Linked DNA regions of Zea mays: region 2 is linked to region 1. The links are chromatin contacts, called in public Hi-C maps. All regions are on one chromosome and are shown on one strand. The core of a region is the stretch at or near the end of the contact, and the rest is flanking DNA. Distances in the headings are between cores, read along the strand shown.

Evidence for each region. Hi-C and Micro-C count contacts between places; a contact is called where the count stands out from the background.
Region 2: a Hi-C map of leaf shows a contact between it and region 1, with 2.6 times the contacts expected there. The contact joins the promoter of LOC100285997 here to the enhancer-like site in region 1. A contact is called at or near these places in 7 of 25 Hi-C or Micro-C datasets (bundle sheath, ear, leaf and 3 more).

Annotation. Positions count from the first base shown.
Region 1 is chr3:71,899,388-71,904,392 of Zm-B73-REFERENCE-NAM-5.0, reverse strand. No RefSeq gene overlaps it. Among protein-coding and RNA genes, the nearest start is that of LOC100285997, 96 kb to the left of the region's middle. Within about 2 kb of position 2,857, at least 15 of the 20 cell types and tissues checked have an H3K27ac peak or open chromatin away from gene starts, as enhancers often do. A contact at or near this core is called in bundle sheath, ear, leaf and 2 more, where this site is marked.
Region 2 is chr3:71,994,007-71,999,195 of Zm-B73-REFERENCE-NAM-5.0, reverse strand. It overlaps LOC100285997, which reads right to left and starts at 1,413. Exons shown (of 11, transcript NM_001158885.3): 1 at 921-1,413. The coding sequence starts at 1,108.

The sequences.
Region 1 (5,005 bases), core at 1,608-4,107:
CCTAGCATTTAAGTCTACCCTACATACTCTAGGTGTTTTTATCAACTTGTGTTCAGTTGATTGTACATGTTTGATGTGATGTTTATTTGTACTTTCCAAATGTATTGAATGTATGATCGCTTTACTTAGACAATGAGCAACCCGTGGTTCCTGAGTGTGTTGTCGAAGATCTTCCTGAGCAACAACCTGGTGAAGGCAAGTGTCCTCTAACCTATTATGTCCTACTTATTATATAATTCATTGTCCTGCATTACATTATTGAAACTTAAGGATTGACTAGTCTGTATTTAACTTATCCTTGTTTACCTTTTGGGTTATCATGGTTAGCTTTATGCTATTGCTTTACTTTAATCAATGAACATGATGTGAATATTATGATACGATGATGTTATCCTGATGATGCTCTTGTGATTACTTTCGGGGACTCATGCTGTTTCCTGAGTACCTCTCCGTAAGGACCTGTTTGGGGAGTGACAACCCAGGATAACAGTGCAACCATGAGGGTGGAATGGGACGCCCTTAGCTGATTAATTAGAGGAACCAGAGAAGTAGTTGGCTTCGCCGTAGGGCCGTCAATGGGGTCCGGGCACAGTACTTGCTCTACCGAGGCTGGTTGCAGAAGTTCTCGATTTGGTTTTGTTAGTCACCCTTCCTTTGGGGAGATGTACTGTGTTTATCAAGCTGGAGAAACCTAACGGGCGACTATGACCTCTGAGAAATCTTTGTAAAGGCTACGTAGTGAGACCTTGTTAGGTCACCTTGGTAGTGATCAATGGGGAGGCTAGAACCCCGGGCAGAACGGGAATCATGAGTTGTGGGTAAAGTGTGCGATCTTTGCAGAGTGTTAGAAACTGGTATATCAGCCGTGCTCACGGTTAAGAGCGGCCTTGGGATCCTCTTTGATTAGAAGAACTTTAGTTACTTTTATGATGATGGTTAGCAATGATGGTTATAATTTTGATCTCTGGTATTTCCTCTTGGAGGGAGTGCTTCTGGGTAATAACTGGGTTTATTACTAAAATTTGGCTCTACTTATAGTAATAAAACTTGACCAACTAAAAGCAACTGCTTAACCTTAACTCCACATACAACTAGTCCACTTTAGCCAAACAGAACATTTATTGAGTACGTTGATGTGTACTCACCCTTTCTTTACAAACCACCCCACTCCAGGTTGTCCCCACTATACTCAGTGCTGAGGAGGAGATGCTGGCAACATGCATGGAGGACTTTGAAGAGTTTCAGGACTACGATGAGTTCTAGTTTATCTTAGTGGCAACCCCCAGTCAGCTGCCTGTGTAGGCTTATCCTCTATGTTTCGTATTTCCACACTTTGATATTAATGTTGAAGTCTATGGTTATGTATTAGACTCTGTGGATGTCTTGGACATCTTGATGTAATTAAAGTACCTTTTCGCTATTGACTTTGAGCATTGTGTGATGATGTCCAATTATGTAATCGCTGTGTACGTGAGTTCTGATCCTGACACGTACATGGTTCGCATTTAGTTTGCCTTCCCAAAAACCGGGTGTGACATCGATCATCAAGCCTACATTCCCTATAATCCTTAATCAACCTGGGCAGAACATCACCTGTTCCTAGCCCAAGTCTCTATTTAAGTACTTCCATCCTTAGCATTGTTTGTGTTCCTTAGGATGATTAAAACATCATAGGGAACCTTGTATTAGATCTCCCAATGATCCTGGTGAAAATATTCTTGTAGGTAGAGCCATCCTTCCTAAGGATAAACTTGAGCTAGACATTAGTGCAAAGGACAAACTCTATCTGCAAGATTTACCTCTAGGCAGGGCTAAGCAATTTTTGTAAACAATATTTGATACTTCCAAAGAAGTATCTATAATAGGAATGGATATCAAGGTAGTCAATGCATCAAATAGTTTCCAAGCAACTCCTATAAACTTAATGCACATTTCACTAGACTTAAAGTGTATAAAAGTCTTTTTAAAAATACAAGGAAGGGGTTGCATGCACCGGGGCTTGCCTTATTGCAGTGAAGAGGTTCCAGATCCTACTATCCAATACCCAATTAGATGGCTCCTCCACTTGATTAGCAGCCACTAGAGTAGACTCCTCCTTTAAACACCACTTCTTCTAGGTGCTCTACAAGTCAATTACAAATACATGTATGCTTATGTAATGAGATGAAATGCAAACTTTCACAAGGAGAGCTCGGGAACATAAACACCACAAACAAAAACACATGACAAGTATACACATGGTTCTACACCACCAACACTTGCTAAAAGTGGCTAAATCGGATTCACTTAGGCAAACCAGAGAACTAATACATCTTAGATCTCATTCAAAAGATTAAAACTTCTTAAGCAACTGCATCTCTTCCTTAGATAGACTTATCTCCTTTCCAAAACACTAACCCACAATTGATTAGGGATTAACCACTCTTATTTTGGGGCTTACAAGGTTTCTAGAGCAAAAAGCTTCCAAACAGCCCCAAATTTTACCAAGTGATCAGCTTCTGATAGCAAATTTCTCCAAAATTTTCCATAATTTTTGGTGCTCAACTTTTATTTCTAAAATTCCAATAATCCTTCCAAACGCACCTTTAATTCACTTAAAATTTTCTAACTGATCTAAAAGTCCTAAAATCGATTTTATCAGGAACTTTACATTTTTGTGAATCCCACAAAATTTGTTTCACAAAATTTGGATTTTTCTTCTATTTTTAACAGCTTTTCCAATGTGTCAGCAAAATAATAAAGGGAAATCACGAATAGTGCCTGGGCTGAAACCGGTCCAAGATAACGGTGAATGTACGCGCCCGCGCGCGAGGCCTGCGCCTGCAGATCCAACTTTTCATTGAGGCCTCTATTGATTCAAGTAACTGGTAAAGGATCCAATGCACTATTCACATGTCTCTCTGACCCATTCACCTAAGCCCCTCCTTTACACTCCTATTTGCAACTCGACGTCCACGACGCCGCCGAGCACAGCTCCGGCGACCCGCACCTGATCGATCAAGGTGGCGCAACACCGACGACGGCGAAGGCACCGACACACTCCCCAGACTACGGCGAACACGGGCATGTGCTTAATTTGACCACGACGTTACTGGAGCACAGCTACTGACGGCGGCTGTGGAACCTTGGGTTCGGCGAGCTTGATCCCAAACCATCCATGCGATAGAGTTCTATTAAAGGTCGCGGGGAGCATCAGTGGCATACCTAGGCTTATGTGCTTGCGCTAATTCGGCCAGGGACAACGCAGTTCGAAGGGTCGACGATGAAGCATGTCAGTGGCGCCAATCTGCGGTGACGAGACCATGTTCCGGCTGAACAACCACACTAGAGTTCAAGAACTAACTTGTGTGAGCTTCATCGGCCAACAAAGATTACCGAACAAGCATAACATGGGCAAATACCTGCTGGAGTTAGTCTGGCTACGACAAGGTGAAGAATTGTGAGCGTGGTCAGCACTGGCACTTGATGCTCTGGACAGAGCAGACTTGGTGGCTGTGGGAGAGGGTCATCACTAGCAGGAATACAAGAACCCCAACACCCTTGCAGTGGTCTATGAGTAGAGATCGAGGTAGAGAGGAGATTTCCACTGCTCCCTGCCCTTTAAATACCTGAAATGGGATAGGTGTTCCCTGAACTTGGCAAACATGCAGAGGGGAAGTGTTTTCCAGTGTGCCAGCACAACATGGACTCAAAGATGTGGCTCCCATGCACTACTATCATGCAGATTCACAGCACAGACAAAGACACCGAACTTGGTCCATCTTATATGGTCAAAATATCAATTTTGTCTCCTACTCAGCAACGACCCTGAGGGGGGGGGGGGGGGGGGGGGGGCGGGGCGGTCGCACCGGGCCCCCGGAATGATGGGCCCCCACCCCTGACACCATATCAGTATACGTATCAATTAAATCGGCAACACAGATTAAGCCCCATCATCAGAATCGGCAGACACTTGCTTTCCTGCCGAGGCCTTGCTTTGCTTCCTTCGGAACACAAACCACCAGGAGCAGATCACGGAAGCAAAACGGCAATCTCGCGTCGGCCGTCGCGTTTGCTTGCCAAAGTCTGCACGGCACATCCCTTGCCTCTGTGACCGTTGCATCAGCTGAAAGAAGTTTTTCAAAGTTGAAGTTGCTGAAAAATTATTTGAGGTCCAAAATGTCTCAAGAAAGACTAAATGATTTGGCTATTTTATGCACCGAGAAAATATTATTAGATGAAATTGATACTGATGCTATCATCAATGACTTCACTTCGAGACATGTTAGAAGATAATTTTAAGGTAATCACATATTTGTATTTTTTTCTTATGATGAATAATTTTTTGATATACTTTTAAATGTTCATTACCAATATGTATTATATATATTATTATAGTAAGGCCCTATATTAAATCTTGCCCCGAGCCTCTAATTTGTGAGGACCGTCACTGCTCCTACTGCAGATAAGAGAGGGCAGCTGGGAACCCACAAATATCCCACTTGAGGATAGGCTCAAAGAGGTTTCAGGCTTGATATTATGTCTAGCCGAGGGTGAGATCTCCAGCCTTCAGCCATACACTTCATACACACCTCAACAACACACACAAGTAGTTCCTTTGTATTCAAGTGTAGACAACAAACAAAACTGATTAACACTCACTGCTCACTGCTCACAAGTTAGTCCAAACTAGATATTTTCCCAGCAGCATGTGAGGCCTCTAGACCTTCAGTTACTTATCTCTACTTGATCTTTATCCAAAACTCAAGCAACACTAATAGAGACGAAGTGATCTTCTTCAGATTCCTTTTGACCAACACTGAACTACCACAGCTTAACAGAACCCCCTCCTTCCACCCCTTAATTTCTTCTACTTCCAAGCAACATCAGGAATCAACCTTGGTGAACTTTGTTCACCAACTAACCCTCTAACTTATCTCCACAGAGGCTATAGACTTATACCCCTTGGATCAACCACAAATTAACTCTAAAATCCAGGGAAAAACACTAAACCAAAACCACAGTC
Region 2 (5,189 bases), core at 164-2,663, 96 kb before region 1:
GATAATTGACAGCATGAGCATTCATGTGGAGATTGGAGGCATGTTTTACTTTTACCCACGCATGACTGTGTTTGCTGACACCTCATGTTATAGATTACTATTTCTGTTACTACAAGCAATCAGTGGAGAGTGCAGACTAGTGTAAGTGGCTATTCCGCATGAATATAAACCTATGGTCAATCTGATCCTTGGACATGACAGTTTAATACAAGGACTGAAAAACTAGTTCTAACATGTGTGTATCAATAGTTGGGAGTCTTAAACACTATCATGTGGATGTTACAACAATAATTGATATGGAACACAGGGCAACTTATATTTATGGTGAGACACAGAAGCTTAGCAGGGATTTTCAAGCTTTATAATTAATGCATGTAGTCCAGGTAGAGGAGCCCTCATTCCAAGTGATGAAATTTAAAAGCTCCTGTCTAGCCAGAAAGGCAGCACAAACTGAAACAAGGCCAAATGTGCAAATTCGCTGCTAAAGGGGGCCAACTACGTTCAACATCCTCAAGGATATCAGGAATTACTACGGACTCCAGGGGGTTATATTCAAATATCCACTCACAAAGGGGCAATTCTTGCATTCATCCCACCCCTCCATATGATCCGCCAAAACAGGGTCGCAAACCAAGTTAGGTGGTGGCAAACGAAACGCGACTAGGTAACGACTCAATACTGCGGAATGATACACACTAAAAGCGACAGAGCATGTGCCGTGCCGTGCCGAGTTGAAAAGCTGAATCTCGCGTGCCCGGGCACGCCCAGTCCCAGATGGATCCCACACGGGAGTAGCCGCGCAAGCGTTCCGGATGTCCTAAAGTGGCGGCGGAATCCATGAAACGAACCGAACCCGACCGCTGAAGCCATAGCAGGATTGCCCAGAGGGGAGGTGAGCGGGCGAAGGGTGGCGAACGAACCGATAGGTGACGAGGGCCGGGAGTGGGCAGCCGCGGAGCAGGGGCGGTAGGTGCTCACGCGGGCGGAACCCCTGGATGAAGTCAAGCCGGATCTCGACCATGTCGCCGCCGGTGGCGGCGGCCGCCGCCGCGTCTGTAATCATCTCCTCCACCGTCCGCCCCACCAGCGGCACGCACAACAGCGTCATGTCCACCTCTGAGAGTCTGCTACTCCTCCCTTTCAAATGGCTCGCCGGCGCAGGTGACCCTGATGCGGATGCGAACACGAACGCGGATGTGAGCAATCGGCAATGGCAGCGGCCGGGGACAGTCTGTTGGCGGAGAAGGGCAAGTGGAGGACGGGAGTTGTTGGCGAGGCTGTGAAGCCTAGAAACGGGGGAGAGTGGCTTGGGTTGGTGGCGTCTCGCGTAGTCGCGTTGGCGTGGCGGGCGCAGCCGCGCAAGTGGGAGGATGGTCCGAATGGTTTGGTGGGAAGCTGAATTTTGCCGTGGACATACTCTACACGCCGCCGCCTGAAACATGTCTTTTGGTGCCCGTTGTGTTTCGGTAGATGGCTGAGCCACCGTGATCAAGCTGAATTTTGCCGTAAGGACATACTACACGCCGCCGCCTGAAACATGTCTTTTGTTGCCCGATGTGTTCGATCTACAAAAGCAAGATGCGCTTACGGTAACAATATTCGTCAGCAAATTATCAAGGTTGGATAAACCTAGATATGACATGAAACTTGGCATTAGGTTTCCGTCTAGCCCGATTTCTACTGGCCCGAGAGATCGGGTACAAAACTACACCCCGTAGATACCGTCTTACCAGACCTAAGGGTTGGGAGCTATGTTCGACCCCTTGAAAATCAGAATTCTCGAGATCGTATAGATAATTATCTCGAGAAAGGATACAAAGGAGCCAGGCTCTCAAACAGGTGTGTGGTTTAAATGAGAGCACGAGAGTTAATGTGTCAGCATACGGGCTTTGACATCGGGGACAGTTCAAATGATCGTTCCAAAAAAACACGAACGGGCATGCATCATATGTACGAAAGCTAACCATGACTCGGCCAGTCCATGGCCCGAAGGATAAAAGAACACGATGCAAGATAAGACAAGATAAGGCATATCGGTGCAGCGTGATGGTAGGGCACGATGTTAGCCAAGGAGGTCCCTTGGTCAGCAAGTATCCTAACAGGAAACAATGTGACAAGGTTGGCATCCCTCCATCTCGTCTGACTTCTAGATTTATGTAATAGGGTCTCCTTCTCCTTGATCTATAAAAGGAAGGGGAACCATGAATGAAGGCATCGGGCAACAAGCTAGCACAAGTAGCCAACACTTGTAACCACATTGAGCACTCCACTCGCATTCCTCACTAGAGACTTGGGCATCGAGCCCTCCCACGCCCAAGTCCATGGCCATGGCCCGAAGGATAAAAGAACACGATGCAAGATAAGACAAGATAAGGCATATCGATGCAGCATGACGGTAGGGCACGATGTTAGCCAAGGAGGTCCCTTGGTCAGCAAGTATCCTAACAGGAAACAATGTGACAAGGTTGGCATCCCTCCATCTCGTCTGACTCCTAGATTTATGTAATAGGGTCTCCTTCTCCTTGATCTATAAAAGGAAGGGGAACCATGAATGAAGGCATCGGGCAACAAGCTAGCACAAGTAGCCAACACTTGTAACCACACTGAGCACTTCACTCGCATTCCTCACTACAGACTTGGGCATCGAGCCCTCCCACGCCCAAGTTTGTAATCAATCCTTGTTACAGACTTGGGCATCGACCAGTATAAAACTTTTGTGTCTCCTTTGTACACCATCCACACCGGACGCAAAGCACGTAAATTGCTAGTCGATGGTTTCAGAAGACTGACACAAATTATTACATTTTTTGTCAGGGAGAATGTGTCGATCAACATTCAAAGGTGGAAATCAAATAAGGTCAATGATTAGAATACGATCAGTGAAGCTCAAAAATAAATGTTGTGGACAGGTATTAAAGCTAAGTTCACAATCAACGATGAAAACAAAGGTTAGTGAGACAATGGACCATGAAGAAAATGTAAACTTTATTTTAGAACAATAATAAAAAGTTATACCAAGACTTTAAGAAGTATGGAAAGTTGAAAGGGAAATAGGCTTACACCTTTTCCTAATTGATTTTGGTGGTTGAATTGTCCAACACAAATAATTGGACTAACTAGTTTGCTCTAGATTATAAGTTTTACAGGTGCCAAAGGTTCACAACAAACCAATACAAAGATAAAAGAAAGGGTTCAAACAAAGGAGCAAAGTTAAACCGAAGGCAGCCCTGGTCTGGCGCATCGGATAGTGTCCGGTGCACCAGGGAACCCAACTCCAAACTTGCCACCTTCGGGAATTCTGGAAGCCGCTCCACTATAATTCATCGGACTGTCTGGTGTACCACCGGACTGTCCGGTGTGCCAGCGGAGTAACGACTACACAGCGCCAACGGTCGTCTGCATCGGAACAGTAAAAGTGAATAGTGCGCGCCTGTGCGCGCAGAAGTCAGAGCAGCGCCAGAAGACGCACCGGACAGTGAATAGTAACTGTCCGGTGCACCACCGGACTGTCCGATGGCCCACCTGTCAGAAGCTCCAACGGTCAGAACCCAACGGCCTGGTAACGTGGCTGGTGTCCGGTGCGCCATACGACAGCAGCCTCCACCAACGGTCATTTTGGTGGTTGGGGCTATAAATACCCCCAACCACCACACTTCAAAGCATCCAAGTTTTTAGCCATCAAACCTCATACAAGAGCTCTAGACTTCATTCAGAGACACAATCAAAGAGATCAAATCCTCTCCCAAGTCCGGAATCACTCCAAAGAAATTAGTGACTAGAGAGAGAGACATTTGTGTTCATTTGAGCTCTTGCGCTTGGATTGCTTTTCTTCTTCCTTCTTTCTTGTGTTCAACTCACTTGTAATCAAAACAAGAGACACCAAGTTGTGGTGGTCCTAGTAGTTGAGAGCACCTAGAGGGGGGGTGAATAGGTGATCCTGTAAAAACATAGCACCACAAGCTTGATTAACAGTTAGAGCAATGGAATCAAGTGAGTAGAGAGGAGAGCTCTTGTGAAACACAATAGACACAGTAAGACAAGCACAAGAGACACGAGGATTTATCTCGTGGTTCGGCTAAGTACAAAACTTGCCTACTCCACGTTGTGGCGTCCCAACGGACGAGAGTTGCACTCAACTCCTCTCAAGTGATCCAATGATCAACTTGAATACCACGGTGTTCTTCTTTTCTTTACTCTTTTCCCGTTTGCGAGGAATCTCCACAAATTGGAGTCTCTCGCCCTTACAACAAGAATCAATATGAAGCACAAGAGTAAGGGAGGGAAGCAACACACTTAAAAACACAGCAAATACGCACACACAAGATCAAGACTTGAGCTCAAGACAGTTTCTCGAGGTTCTCACTAGAACGGAGCTCAAATCACTAAGAATGTCGAACAAGTGCGCAAGAATAAAATGTGAGTGATCAACAATGCTCAAAGGTTGCTTGGTGTTCTCCTCCATGTGCCTAGGGGTCCCTTTTATAGCCCCAAGGCAGCTAGGAGCCGTTAAGAGCATTTCAAGAAGGCAATTCTTGCCTTCTGTCGCCTGGCGCACCGGACAGTCCGGTGCACCACCGGACACTGTCCGGTGCGGATCTCTTTCCATATTTGGCGAAGCCGACCGTTGCAGATTCCTAGCCGTTGGCGCACCGGACACTGTCCGGTGCCCCCTTCTGACCGTTGGCTCTGCCACGCGTCGCACGCGGATTCCGCGGTCGACTGTTGGCCCGGCTGACTGTTGGCTCACCGGACAGTCTGGTGCACCACCGGACAGTCCGGTGATTTATAGCCGTACGCCGTTAATTGCTTCCCGAGAGCAGCCAGTTGACAGCCGCCGGCCTGGCGCACCGGACACTGTCCGGTGCACCCAGACCGAGCTGTCTTTGGCTGAACAACGCCATCTTTATTCCAACTTGATTTCTCCTGTTTCCATCACTTAGACACAATACATTAGTCTCCAAAACAATGTACTAAGTCTTAGAAACATACCTTTTTACTTGATTTGCACTTTGTCGATAGATTAACATGAGTCCACTTGTGTTGGCACTCAATCACCAAAATACTTAGAAATGGCCCAAAGGCACATTTCCCTTTCAATCTCCCCCTTTTTGGTGATTTATGCCAACACAATAAAAAGCAACTAAAGGAAGTGCAACATCAATACAAATGAAAACACAAGTTTGTTTTGT